Linked DNA regions of Mus musculus: regions 2, 3, 4 and 5 are each linked to region 1. Evidence: chromatin contacts called from public HiChIP or PLAC-seq data. All regions are on one chromosome and are shown on one strand. Each heading gives the region's core, a stretch centred on a gene start, on an enhancer-like site or on the middle of the called end of the contact. The rest is flanking DNA. Distances are from core to core; before and after follow the strand shown. Region 1 has its middle 33 kb from the start of 4930401O12Rik. Region 2 has its middle 41 kb from the start of Gm23351. Region 3 has its middle 52 kb from the start of Foxq1. Region 4 has its middle 59 kb from the start of Gm23351. Region 5 has its middle 27 kb from the start of Foxq1.

Region 1 (2,700 bases), core at 44-2,543:
GGGTAGGGAACACCTGCAGTTCCCTGTGCTACCCTAGGGGTGGGGTCCAGGCCTCTGGTCTATACAAACATATGATTGTATCTATGATCTTTCTGGATATTCTTACAGTTCTTTGAAAATCTCATGTATTTCTCCTACTGATTCTACTTTTTACATATTCTTGTGGAGTCTTCAAATGGGGTTCTTATGGCATGGAGAGCATCAGCGTGTTTGTTGGATCTATCCTTCATGAGCTGCTTGCCAGGCAGACAGGACCTTGAAGCAAGGAGTTCTCTGTGGCACAAAAGACTTTGCTGTTAGACCCAGAGTTAGGCAAGTAAGCTTGCTCCCTGGATTAGAAAATGCAGAACATTTAGCTTGCTCTGTGCGCAGCACTCATTACAAGAAACTCCCCAACTGGAGTTTTTGAAACTAGAAATTAGCATCACTAAGATGACACAAATGGAAAATTCCATACTTTACCTCAAGTGATAGATGACTGTCAGACACGGGCACATTGGAAATGTTATATAAATTACCTCGGGCTGTGACACATGAATGAATTTCATATTGAAAGATGGGTCCCAACTCTGATATCTAACAACACAAGCCCTAACTCTAAGAGTGCAGGGTGGTCCTATATGATGAGTCCCTGAGGCAACCTGCATATGATTGGTACTTGATGCTGTTTGTTAAGTGAATGCATGACAAAATAAGTACATCTTTATTAAACTCAGTATAAGGGACTCACAGTCAGACAGGGTAGACTATTAGCTGCTCTGTAGTTCTGAGTTTAGAAGAAGGAAGTTTGGATCTAGACTGGTTCAGCTACTTGTTTCTATTCCATGAGATGTTAAGGTGAGACACACTATTTTCTCTAGCTTGTTCACTGACCAACAATGCCCATTACTCCCTAGTGAATACACCAGTATACACTGTGCTGTGCAAAAGGACTGAACTTAGTGCTAGTTCTACTAGCACTAAGAGGTGGGGAAATTCCACTCAAAGATGCAGCCGCCTTCCTTCTCAGGAACGGTTCTTTCCATCCACCCGTGCCCAGTCTGGGCAAGAAATACCTGCTGGGCAGTGTTCCATGCATAGATATTCTTCACTCTCAGCCCTTTGGGAAAAGAAGCCCCATTTCTTTTTCTTTTTCTTTTTTTTTTTTGAAGCCCCATTTCTAAGGCAGCTTTCTGGGCTCCAGGGAGGCCGGCGGCTTCTGGTTTCTTGAGTGGATTTGAGAGCACAGCATCTGGCAGGCCACAAGAGGACAGCAGTGTCTTGAGCTCTGGCTGCTGCTCCCTCCTCTGGCTTCTCTCCAGGAACAGAGAGAGACCTGGGTGACTTAAGACTTGGTTTCATCACTTTACTCCAGCCTAGGAATGGGGAGAGATTTTTACTGATGAACGAGTTGGAAAAAAACCAGGCGGTTTCTGCATGCCAAGTTGTTATTTTCCCTTTCTTCCAGACTGCTCTGACGTAGTTATCTCTGATATCACAGAGCCTCACTGGGGACCTAAAGGGAAGAAGCAGGCTCTACTATCTCAGAGCCTGTCTTGCTGGAAATGGGGTGATTTTTAAGACTCTTACTTTTAATGTGTTTCAGACTGCAGAGTTGTCACCTCCATGTTATAAGCTACCCCAACCTCTTTAATTCACTAAGCTCATGAAACTTTGGTTTACCCCCTCCCCTTAGATATTTTATTTGTAAAACATTTCCTGAACGCCTGATTGGAATGTGTATCATAACCGGGGAACAGAAATATAAACAAGTATCCTCTGGGTTGAAACATAGGTGAGAAGGAAACATGTGAACCAATAAATAATAATTCAATTTTTTAGCATCTAATTTCATGTCACTCAGACAGGCAAGGACTAAGCTGGGGCTTCAAAGTAGAACCCAAGTGCGGGCCACTCTAGGACTCACTACAAGTTTTCCTTATGGAAAAAAAAAGTTGTAATAGGCTCTCACTTCATAGACCTGTTCTTCAGTAAGTATATTCAATAGCTCATGGAATGTTTGCATGAGTTGGGAACTGCGTAAACTCCTTTCTATGCGTGGGACCCTTCTGTCCACTCTGATTCAAATATTTACTCTAATTAGGAAAGATTAAATCTATTTTTTATTTTTATTTTTTTAGCTGATGAATGTACTGGAAAAACCCCAGGACAGTTTCTACATGTTTTCTTATTCTCCCAGCTTCTGTTATCGCTGTGTTCTCTGTTACTGCAGAGCTTTACTGAGAGTAGTGGCCTGGTTCCTGTTCCCCACCGAGGCTCCTCCTAGGACCAGAGGGACCATCTAGCTTCCTAAGTAAGAGCACATAGATACTTGGGAAACAGATACAGTTTGAGAAAACAAACTAAGTCACCTGAAACCTCACAACTAGGCTGTAGATCCCAAAGCCAGAATATTGGTCCTGATGCTCAATGCCATGACTTTCCCCCACCATCAGACTCTTGTATGGCTTCCTGCATTTCCATCTGGACAATCTTGGACCCACGGGTCCACTTCGTCTGTGCTTTTCCTAGGCCAGACTCTGGAAACTTTCAACAGTGAAACCTTAGGAAGCCACACAATCAGGAAGCCACATAGTAGCTTCAGGGATATGGGAGGATGGGAGCATTGTCAGCCTCTGGATCTACAGCTCTGAATGAATCAAAGCCCTTTCACCAGCTTATCAATGGCCGTGGCTCCTTTGGCTCCACAACAGCTCTTAT
Region 2 (2,700 bases), core at 24-2,523, 260 kb after region 1:
CACTTAGTCTGTTGCATGAGAATTGCTGTATTTTGGCTCTTATGTGTGACCTTTGGGTCCCAAAGGTCCATGTGTTGAAAGCTTAATGTGTGATTTGGTGTTACAAGGATGTAAGGCAGTTTAAGAAGTAGGGCTTGGTGGGCTTAGGTCATCAGAGATTGTGAGACCCTAGTGCTCTCTCTTACCTTCTCCCCTTCCATTTCTCCCACACCCTAGCATGCTCTCCCATGATGTTCTGGCCCACCATATGGCCAGAAGCAATCAGGTCAACTGACCATGGACTGGAACTTCTGAAACTGTAAGCCAACATGAACCTTTCCTCTTTTATAGTTGATGATCCTAGTTATCAGTTAGTGCAAGAGCACCTACTAACTGACTGCCAAGTAAAAGGAGCAGAACTCTGCCCTGAGATTATGAGATGTCATACCTTAGTGGAAACATACAGGAGTTATTGCCCTCAACTGTAGGACTCCCAAACACATATAAACCCAAGATACTGAGAGACGTTGGGAACTGAGGCTGTTCTCGGCCAACTGCAGCTTGTCATTGAAACGTTGTTCCTTCTGCATTGTACACGTAGTGAGGGACCTTGCCTGCCCTCAAGAACCTCTGCTATTTCTTCCAGAGGCCCTGCTAAAAAGGCACACCTAAGCATCTAGTGGAATGCACATGTGCGGTCTCCTGCTAAATGGACAGCTGGACTCTAATAATTCAATCCAAATGAAGCTGGCATCACTCTGTGGCTAGCAACCTGGCTCGCTCTGACATTTGTTCTCATTATTCTTTATAAGTACTGTGAAAAGGACAAAAAGACAATCTCCCTGTACAGCAGTAAACCATGTAATGTATAGAAACCATGTTTTATATTTTGGTCTTATTTTAACATGAGATATGCTAGGCAAATAAATCTTATTAAAATGTAATAGATTTCTTGGATAGGAACCGAACTGAGACTCAAAATGGGACTTCTAGGACAACAACCCTTAAATGGCCACCTTCATCTCATCTTAACCCTTTCTTATAAAGGAATTAAAGCTTACTAGCCCTTTGATTAAAAATCTTTTATGTGTCTGTCTTTGCAGGCTGTATGTACAGAGGCTTTGGAGGATGGAGCCCACAGTTCGAGTGCAAATGCTGAAGAGGTTACCTACTTCAAGACCACATTGTTTTTAAAAATAAAAGCTAAACCCTGTAATTAGAAACTTAGAGCTGTGACTAAGTCTCTCAAAACAACCAAGGAACCACAGGAATGTGTCTGTGAAACTTGCCCATCAAGTGGTTCATGCCATTGTCAGACCCACACCCAGCAATGTCCACTGCCCTAAAAGGTCTGGCTGTCTGTGAGAGTAGGAACCGGGGGCTTACCTGGATCTTCTCTGGGAAATAAAGCAGCTAAGTTAGCTGAGAGGCTGCGCTCTCAACTCTGCTTCTAGCCCATGATAGCAGTGACTTCAACCTGGCCAGATTAACACCATCAAGATGGGCTGACAGATGAATGGGGCCTCACAGGTCCTCTTCCCTCAGAGTTGTTCTTACACATTTTCCAGCATACCTTTTAAGATGATCAATGTGTTCCAACTAAACATCCCAGCTTCCAGATTCTGTCTGGACCCATATTTCCTCTTCATGAAGGCGGATCTCTCACGTTTTCCTTTACTCTCTCCCCCCCTTTTTTAAATTATTTTATTTCTTTACATTCCAGCCATTGACCCCCTCCTAGTCCCCCCTCCCACAGTTCCTCATCCCATCGCTCCTCCCCCTTGCCTCTGAGAGGGTGCTCCCTACCACCAGGCATCCCCCTTCCCTGGGGCCTTAAGTCTCTCGAGGATTAGACACATTCTTCTCCCACGAGGCCAGACCAGGCAGTCCTCTGCTATATATGTGCTGGAGGCCTCTGACCAGCCTGGGTGTGCTGCTTGGTTGGTGGCTCAGTCTCTGGGGGGGGGGGGGGGGGTTCGGGAGGGAGATCCAGGTTAGCTTAGACTGATGGTTTTCCTATGGGGTTGCTCTCCCCTTCAGCTTCTTCAATCCTTCCCCTAATTCAACCACAGTAGTCTCCGATTTCAATCCAATGGTTGGGTATAAGCGTCTGCATCTGTCTCAGTCAGCTGCTTCCAGGGCCTCTCAGAGGACAGCCATGCTAGGCTCCTGTCTGTAAGCACATAAGTAATAGTGTCAGGCCTTGGGGCCTACCCCATGGGATGGATCCCAAGTTGAGCTGGTCACTGGGCTGCCTTTCCTTTAGTCTCTCTTTTCTGTTTTATCCCTGCAGTTCTTTTAGTCAGGAACAATCCTGGGCTAGCAATTTTGACTGTGGGCTGGTAACCCCATCCCTCCACTTGATGACTTGTCTATACTGAAGGTGAACTCTTCAAGTTGCCTCTCCCCATTGTTGGGTATTTTGGCTAAGGTCACCCCCATTGAGTCCTGAGAGTCTCTTACCTTCCAGGTCACTAATACTTTCCAGAGGATCTCCCACCCCGACCTCCCCACCCCACCCATGGGGTTGCATATTTCTATTCATTCTCCTTGCCCTCTGGGCTTCTCTCCTTTCCCCCCGCCCCAATACCTAGGCAATCCTGTTCCCCCTTTCCCTTCCCTCTTTTATCTCCCACTCAGGTCCCTCCCTCCTTCTGCCTCCTGTGATTATTTTGTTTCCCCTTCTAAGTGGGATTGAAGCATCCACACTTGGACCTTCCT
Region 3 (2,700 bases), core at 147-2,646, 300 kb after region 1:
GATGCAGAGCTGACCGACTTGATGCTCCGTAGGAATGGCCGCTCTGTTGCCTAAGGAGCTTCACCAACCTCCAATCTCCAGGAGCTTTGTCACTTGGTCACTTATCTCTGTCTCATAGAGCAGGAAACCGAGGGACAAATTAGCTCAAGGAAGGTCAGGCTGCAAAATATGGAGCAAAGCCAGATTCTCGCCATGAACACCGATGCTTTGCTGCCTCCTCAAATGCCAGAAAAGTTAGCAGGTGATGACGGTAAGAACAGAATCAGTACTCCACATCAAAGGGCCCAACCACACTCAAGGCTCCCCCAAACCCCAGATCAAAACCACTGAAGAGAAGAAAAATGCCTCTGTCCCACGCATGCGCAGTCTTTCTCAGCCTGCACTCCAATGCAATTCAGGTTAAGTGTTGTTCCCTTGCTTTTCACCGATACGGAGATGAGTGACAAGCAAGACGGGAAGTAAAGTGTGTGAGTTTCCCAAACTATGTCATTTTCTAGAAGGTTTGGTGTCCACGGGAATCCTAGAACCACTTCCCCTCCCTACACAAAGACACAGAGAGTGTCCTTAAGACCTGAGCAGATTCCACCAGAGTTCCCAGTAGCTCAGCCTACCAAGGCTCAAATGCTGTGAACAAGGAGAAAGTTCAAAAAGTATAGGTACCGGGGCTCCCTGAATTCCATCCACTTCCTTCTGTGTTCCGTGCCTCCGGGATGCACAGATCTGTCCTTCTGTGTAGGAGGCAACAGCCAGGACTCCATTTTGAAAATAAGTCTGTATGGTGAAGTTTGTTACATCCAAACACAGTTCAGTTACTTATCTGGAAGAGCTGAAGCCCAGTGTCAGCAGAAGACTTTATGATTCTTGCTGTAGAGCATCACACACGACTGTAGAGTAATACTATGATGGAGGCATCAATATCAACTCCTTTATAACATGCCAGAGAAATGAAGGCTCAGAGAGGTCAAGAAGCTTGAACAGGTGAGGTCACACAGCCAAGTGGAAGAGCTAGGGTGTGAATCCAAGAGTCCACCCCGGAGCTGGCATGCCATGCTCACCTCTGCTTTTTCTATGCCTGGCCTGGAATCAGAGACAATAGAATAGATGGCAGTAGCCACGGAACCCAGGCACCTTGTTCTGAGCCTCTGTGTATAAAGTAGCAGAGAACTCTTGGCTCTGTACCAGAAAGGTGAGCTGAGGGTGAGAGGGAGTTGTTTGTGTAGATTCAGCGTTAGGACAGCTTTAGCCAGGCCTCCAGCTGACACATAGGTGAAGAAGGTCAAAACAATAACAAACATCCTTGGTCTGAGATCACAGGAATTGCTTAATTACACACTGCATTGTGTTATTACAGTGTTCGGTCTGGTCTCCTGTTCACCAGCTCCCGCTGCCTCCCTGGGTGTGGCCTGCAGAAACTTGCGGTTTGCCAAAGGGTTTCCATGTACAATCAGGTTCTCTGGCCTCAACAGTGGGCTGACCTGGCAGAGAACTGCCACAAAAGCCATGGCCAGTGATCTAGAGCTGGACATAGGAGCCCAGGTTGGAATGCAGAGGGGACTTGGGCAACTCTCACATCATTCCCTGCCCAAATGCCACTCTCTTTTATTTTCTTTCTAAACAAAAATCATCACTTTTTGCGTTGCTTGGTTGCTCAACAAGGAAAGAGGAACTGTTTCTCTTCCTTATCGTTTGCTGTTTACATAGTGCACAGAGGCAGCGTCTGGATAGAATCTGTGGGAAGTCCCGTGCTGAACTGGAAATTCTGGCTTCTTAAGTAATCTGTTGGTGAAATTTTGAGGATGAATAGATCATCTTTTCATTGGCTGTCAGTAGAATGTTCACGATTGATGAGGTGTGGGGTTTTGTTCTCAACCCTCTGTTAAAGAAGTGAGGTTATGATAATTTTTCTTTCTTTCTTTTTTTTCTGACACTGGACATTGAGGCCAGTGCTTTCTCAATACTGAGCTCTCTCCATCCTTAATTTGTACTCCCAGGCAGATGTCTTGGTTAGAAAATAACGTACTAATAGAAAACTAAATACAACAAAAATACAGCTGGGCGGTGGTGGTGCACGCCTTTAATCCCAGCACTTGGGAGGCAGAGGCAGGTGGATTTCTGAGTTTGAGGCCAGCCTGGTCTACAAAGTGAGTTCCAGGACAACCAGGGCTATGCAGAGAAACCCAGCCTCGAAAAACAAAAAAAAAAAAAAAAAAAAAAAAAAAAAAAAAAAAAAAAAAAAAAAAAAGAAAGAAAGAAAGAAAAGAAAACTAAATACAAGGACTTTAAACAAATAAGACACCAGTGGAGTTTGGTGACTCCTGGCAAAGATGTCACTTGAGTTAGTCGGAAGGAAAGGAGGCATGTGGCCTTAAGTATAAACTTGGTCCCTGTACTGGCTCTACTGGCTAGTTTTGTGTCAACTTGACACAGGCTGGAATTATCACAGAGAAAGGAGCTTCAGCTGGGGAGATGCCTCCATGAGATCCAGCTGTAAGGCATTTTCTCAATTAGTGATCAAAGGGGAAGATCCCCTTGTGGGTGGTGCCATCTCTGGGCTGCTAGTCTTGGGTTCTATAAGAGAGCAGACTGAGCAAGCCAGGGGAAGCAAGACAGTAAAGAACATCCGCCCATGGCCTCTGCATCAGCTCCTGCTTTCTGACTTTCTTTGGTGGTAACAGCAGTGTGGAAATGTATGCTGAATAA
Region 4 (2,700 bases), core at 6-2,505, 280 kb after region 1:
GAGCAAGAAGCCAATTGGTGATTAGAGAAGACAGAGATGTTAGAGATGACCTACTATGGCACTAGATGATGCTGGGCTCCTGAGAGATGGCAATGATGACTCAAGACCACACAACTGTATGAAAACCACATCAGGTAAGCACCAAGGTCTCTGAGACATGAGAACACTTTATCAGACTCCCCAAAACCCTCTTTCTAAGTGTTAAAAAAGGAACTACTGAAAGCCACTTAGCAACAAATTTCTTAAGACTGTCTCAGAAGGTATTGTCATCTCAGGGTGGGTAGAATCAAAGTGCTGGGCCCAAGTGTCTTCTTTGCACATACAAAAGGGCAGTACTAAATACTACTAGCTACTCTGAGCACCTCACAAGCTCCCACTCTGTACCTGTCCTTGTCCAGACACTAGGGGGATGTGGATAAGAGATAAGTCCTCTACTCTCTGTCACTGATATTCAGAGGACAGAGAAAGACAGAACCAGCAGGCAAATGAGTATATAGTGTTATGCCACAACGGGCCCTGCCAAGATGGGAAGAGAAAGGGGAGCATGGCACTGTCCTGTGTTCTATAAGATGTTCAGTAGGACGGTGGGCCTCTGTCCTCTAATCCACACAATACCTTCCTTGTTCCAGATGTTGTTAAATGTCTCCTGAGGGCAAACCTCCCAGTGGGTCACTCAGGCGTAATAATCCTTCCAGGTCTCATCTCTCACCCCAATTAGTGGCTCATAGAGTGACTCCTGTGAGCCATGGGAGAGATAACAACTCATCGCAGGAAGGGCTAGCTTTTTCCCAGAAACACACAGCCTGTGGTACAGTATCATCCCACTTCACCAACCTGAAGAAGGCTACCTTGGAGGCCACTGTTTCCCCTACACTTTCCACAAGACTAAACCCTGGGAGGACAAGCTTGCCTGAACATACTCACTGTTCAGTGCTTTTAACAAAAGAGTGCAAATTTCAAGCCACAGTTATTAATAGACAAGTCTCTATGTGCAAAGTAGTGTGAATTCAGCCACAGGGTATCAAAAGAAACAAATAAGGCTAGCCTATCCTTACCCTAGACATTACTTTGCAGCATGTAGGGAAGGGTGCAGAGAGACGCTGGTTGTCACATTCAGAGACCATTGTGAATATATGGATTACATGAAGACAAGGCAGGTACAAAGGTCTTTGCAAACTGCAGAATGAACCTGGCCCACAGGCTGGCAAAGCCTGAGGATTACATCGCTTACAATGTCATCCTTGTGTAATCCTGACACTCTTGTCAGCACGCTAGTCCTAGCCAGCTTCTCTGACTTCCAAAGAACAATGTAATCACTCTGTAATCTGTGTGTTTAAGAAGCCTCATACACAAGCTCAGCCCTATGCCATTTTTTAAGCCATCAGCAGAGTAACATCTAGAATAGATCTCACTAGGAAAGAGCTTTTCACTATGGTCAACCATCACCAACTGGGCAAGCAGAAAGTCCTACACATGCTGTTGACTGAACTCAGAACAAAGAGCTAAAATCCCACCAGGAATTCACATTTCATACAACTTGCTAGAGCCTAAGGCAGGAGAATTGCAAATTAAAGGCCTTGAAAAGTATAGCAAGACTATCTCAGAGTAACCAGTAAGAAGGCTGAGGACATAGCTCAGTGGTAGCATGCATCAAGCCTTACTTTCCATCCTCAGTGCTGGGGGAAAATATTTTAATTTAAAAAGAAAAAAAAGCATACAGCAGATAGCAGTCTTCATTGGGAACCCAGGAAGAAAGAACCAACTTCCTAGAGTGTTGCAGACTAACAGCATAGATGGGAAGTCAGCCAGGTGGCTGTGGCCTGGCCATACTTGTCTCTTCCTAGTTAATGTCCGGTCACTCTGTCCTTGTATTTCATTAGAACTTAGCCTTCCAGGTCTCAGGATCTAAGTATACAATGACCATTGTCAAGTAGCAGACAGCAAGTTTGTTCTTTCGCTATCTAGCACCTTTATCTGCAGTTAATTGGATGGTCACGGGAACCCAAGCCTTTAAAGCTTGGATAAGAGGAATGGAGCAAGAGCACGCCTGCTCTGTTGATGACTCTTCAGAGAGTCCTTGGTGAAACAATGCCCAGGGCCACCGTCTGCCACCTTTGCATAACTCACTTTCTACCCTTGCAAGATCACAGCTGGATGGTGGCCTTCTGAGTATTTCCAGCATGAAATTCACCCACCTTTCTCAGAGTAAGGACAGCAGGGATTGTGCATAACTTCCCACTGAAGTTTCTAGAGGCCTGCTTTCTATATAAGCCCATGATCCACCAGGGTTTGCCCCACTCTGCTCCTTTCCACTGGAGGGGAAGAGCACCCACAAGTTGCTTCTTGCTCCTCTCAGCTAAGTGTCTATGCCCTGCTGATTTCCTTGTCCATGGTGGGAACTGGGAAGCGACAGAGAGGACATGCTTCTGTGCCGACATGGAAACACGGAACTTTCTTCTCTGAAACTGGGACTGATCAGACAGCAGTAGGCACCCTGAGGATATTTGTCAACAGATCAGATACCAGTTCCAATCCAAATGGCAAAGAAGACTGACCATCACAGTAGCAGAATACATTTAGGAACAATGTAATCTATATGTAAACTCTTGGTCACACCAAAGAGAATCCAAACATCTCTTAGTAGGAAGGGATTCAAATTTGAAAAAGACCTTGTAAAGGCAGTAGTTGAATAGCTAAGTC
Region 5 (2,700 bases), core at 152-2,651, 320 kb after region 1:
GAAAACTTCCTTTAAATGCTTCAAAACAAAATTCGTAAGTCCCCTTCCGTGAAAGGTAAGACCCTCTGCTTCATGTTCCTACACACCGGTTCACATCTTCTGGAACCATCTACACGATCCCAGTATAATCATAACCCAAAGGAGATGCTATTGTCCAGGCTCAGAGCTGGCCTGCCTCTCATCCCCCTGTATCTGGTTAGAAATGACAGTGTGTCCTTTCCCCACCTGCCAGGCCACTCCTTCTTGGATGTTCCAATCTCACACTGATTACACACTTCACGGAAGCTATACACATTTATGCCCACAGTATCTTCAAGGATTCATGGATGATTCTCCCTTCTTGATTCCTCACACCAGACTCTGAACATAACAGCCAGCATGCACTAGTCAGACTTGAACAGGACCTCACTCACTCCTGTATCCAGAAACATGAGGCTTATTAACTCTAACAGTAAGAGACTTGTTCTTAATGTGTTAAGAATATTGCTTATTCTTATTGCTTATTATTCTTATTGTGTTAAGAATAATGTGTTATGAATATTGCTTTGGACACATTCACCACCCAGGGAAACCTGCACATCAGCAGACAGGCTAAGGATAGCTCAGTGTGGCTGCAGGAACTTTCTCACCTGTCACCTCTAGAAACAGGCTAACAGGTTGTTCCTTTAAGAATGCCTCTAATGATTTTATGCTTTGGGTCCTAAAGCTGGGACATGAGTCCCTGTGGGGACCTTGCTAAGCTACTTTTGAAAAGACTGGTTCCGTTTGTCCATCCAATCATCTGTCATGGAGCCAAACCTGGAATGTTTGCTCAGAGCATGTGTTATGAACTACTAAACACACATTTGCATACTGTTGAATCTCACCCAGAAGTTGTTTCCCATGAAGGGGGCTCTGGACAAGATGTCTGCAGTACCCTAAAATCCATGTTACTAACTTGCTAGTCTTCATTGAGGTGATATCAGGGAAGGCCACCTTGGGAGGTGATAGTCATGAGAATGGAACCTTACTAGTTGAGCCTTATAATAGGGACTCTAGTGAGCTCTCATGCCTTCTTTCCATTCTGTGAAAAGAAGAAGGCAGCCTGTATATTGGGGAGCAAGCCCTCACTGTACTGGACATAGACCACACTGTAACGAGCCTTAGGGTTCTGGGCAATACAACTCTCTTGTTAATAGGCCACTGGGTATGGTGTTTAGTTGGAGTAGCCCACACCAAAGCAGCAAAGACATCTGACTTGTGCCTCTTACAGCTCACCTGGGGAAAGAAGTCTATTCATAGTTAGTTAAATGAATTAAGCAGATGAATGAGGAGATACGCGGTGGAGTGACACAGAGATATGCAAACAAGGACAGTAACCTTAAGAGCAGTTGCCCAACTCATGTTTAAGATAAACAAAGGACTGTTGACTGCGAACCCTGGGAAATATTCTGTACAAAAATCCGATACTCTGCTCTTATCTGTTTTCCCCTCCTGCTGTCTGGAATGTGGACAAGTTGACTGTAGCTCAAGCATCCAATCTGGATTGGGATATATGGGAAGTAGACCAGAAAGCAGGAGCCTAGGTCTTTCCGGCTTAGAGGCACAACCATAGTCAGTCTGGGTTGTTTCCTTTCACCTTGTTGGGGGGGAGGGGGGGGACAAATGTTTTGGGTTGGGCCCATTGTTAATTTGGGCTTCTAGCTACTACCAGGAAGGATTGTTACTAATCTTGTTGCTGCCTGATATCAGTAACACTGTGGACTACTGCTTTTTCCCTAAATTAAATATTTGTCATCTGCCGAGTCATGCTGATTAGTGGGACAACAGAGGCTACTCCGCAGTCTGGGGCATTCCTGTCCTCCACACCACATTTCGCCCTGGGTGGGGGGTGACCACAATAGAAGGCAGGACATTTTGCAGCTGAATAAGCAAACGGTCCAATCCGTCTCGTTTCTGTTCTGGTTTCTCAGGGCCTATTTCTGGCTTTTGTTCTGCACCATTAAATACTAATGAAAACTCCATCAATCTTCTGGCCCACACAGAACCCAGAACTCTACCAGCCAGGGCATCTGTCTCTTTGCTGAAGCAATAGAAACAGTCACAACGACACACTCTCCCCGCTAATGACAAGGCACATTTTTTTTTCAAATGACTGACTGCATTTAGTAGGGTTTCCTCCCCCACACAATTCCTGCTATTTCTAACACAGATCAGAAGATCAGGGTATTCTGGGAGGACACAGAGCCCTCTTTGGCCACAACTCAGATCACTTGAAGCTGACTCTCGGAAACTCTGTGAATCTCGGTCGCCAGTGCCTTCTGCTTCCTGAATGCTGGAAGCAAAAATTTTGTAAAACATTGTTGTTCTAAGCAAACTACCTTAAGTTCCAGAACACCTACACTCTTAAAGGAAGGAAGCCACAAAAGGCCCTGCTCTCAGGTCCCCAGACAATAGCCACAGAACTTTTCTCAGGATTTTATGTAACACAGTTAATCTGTACTTAAAATCTAAATTCTTACTGTGTATTACATTGTAAGTGTTTAAATGTAAATTTATGAGTCACAGTAATCACTGTGGATATAGTCATTACTTGCTCCTAAGGGCCCTTTTCACTCATTGTAACACAAAATATGGCAGTAAGTGGGTAACATGAAATCACACTGAAGTAGTCCAGACTGAACATGAATGCTTGCTGAGATTCATGCAAAAATTCTAAGT

The links. HiChIP or PLAC-seq counts read pairs in DNA pulled down with a chosen protein or histone mark.
Region 2: a contact with region 1 is called in a FOXA1 HiChIP or PLAC-seq map of pancreatic cancer cells. The contact joins two enhancer-like sites. A contact is called at or near these places in 1 of 484 Hi-C or Micro-C datasets (the F1.1 cell line) and 3 of 115 datasets of contacts at active chromatin or transcription factors (extraembryonic endoderm stem cells, pancreatic cancer cells and trophoblast stem cells).
Region 3: an HNF4G HiChIP or PLAC-seq map of pancreatic cancer cells shows a contact between it and region 1. The contact joins two enhancer-like sites. A contact is called at or near these places in 1 of 484 Hi-C or Micro-C datasets (extraembryonic endoderm stem cells) and 3 of 115 datasets of contacts at active chromatin or transcription factors (extraembryonic endoderm stem cells, pancreatic cancer cells and trophoblast stem cells).
Region 4: an H3K27ac HiChIP or PLAC-seq map of extraembryonic endoderm stem cells shows a contact between it and region 1. The contact joins two enhancer-like sites. A contact is called at or near these places in 2 of 484 Hi-C or Micro-C datasets (the F1.1 cell line and extraembryonic endoderm stem cells) and 3 of 115 datasets of contacts at active chromatin or transcription factors (extraembryonic endoderm stem cells, pancreatic cancer cells and trophoblast stem cells).
Region 5: a contact with region 1 is called in an H3K27ac HiChIP or PLAC-seq map of extraembryonic endoderm stem cells. The contact joins two enhancer-like sites. A contact is called at or near these places in 2 of 115 datasets of contacts at active chromatin or transcription factors (extraembryonic endoderm stem cells and pancreatic cancer cells).

The regions. Positions count from the first base shown.
Region 1 is chr13:31,206,613-31,209,312 of GRCm38.p6, forward strand. No RefSeq gene overlaps it. Among named protein-coding and RNA genes, the nearest start is that of 4930401O12Rik, 33 kb to the right of the region's middle. Within about 2 kb of position 1,294, at least 23 of the 459 cell types and tissues checked have an H3K27ac peak or open chromatin away from gene starts, as enhancers often do. A contact at or near this core is called in extraembryonic endoderm stem cells and pancreatic cancer cells, where this site is marked.
Region 2 is chr13:31,467,053-31,469,752 of GRCm38.p6, forward strand. No RefSeq gene overlaps it. Among named protein-coding and RNA genes, the nearest start is that of Gm23351, 41 kb to the left of the region's middle. Within about 2 kb of position 1,274, at least 24 of the 459 cell types and tissues checked have an H3K27ac peak or open chromatin away from gene starts, as enhancers often do. A contact at or near this core is called in pancreatic cancer cells, where this site is marked.
Region 3 is chr13:31,505,260-31,507,959 of GRCm38.p6, forward strand. No RefSeq gene overlaps it. Among named protein-coding and RNA genes, the nearest start is that of Foxq1, 52 kb to the right of the region's middle. Within about 2 kb of position 1,397, at least 45 of the 459 cell types and tissues checked have an H3K27ac peak or open chromatin away from gene starts, as enhancers often do. A contact at or near this core is called in pancreatic cancer cells, where this site is marked.
Region 4 is chr13:31,485,341-31,488,040 of GRCm38.p6, forward strand. No RefSeq gene overlaps it. Among named protein-coding and RNA genes, the nearest start is that of Gm23351, 59 kb to the left of the region's middle. Within about 2 kb of position 1,256, at least 6 of the 459 cell types and tissues checked have an H3K27ac peak or open chromatin away from gene starts, as enhancers often do. A contact at or near this core is called in extraembryonic endoderm stem cells, where this site is marked.
Region 5 is chr13:31,529,945-31,532,644 of GRCm38.p6, forward strand. No RefSeq gene overlaps it. Among named protein-coding and RNA genes, the nearest start is that of Foxq1, 27 kb to the right of the region's middle. Within about 2 kb of position 1,402, at least 30 of the 459 cell types and tissues checked have an H3K27ac peak or open chromatin away from gene starts, as enhancers often do. A contact at or near this core is called in extraembryonic endoderm stem cells and pancreatic cancer cells, where this site is marked.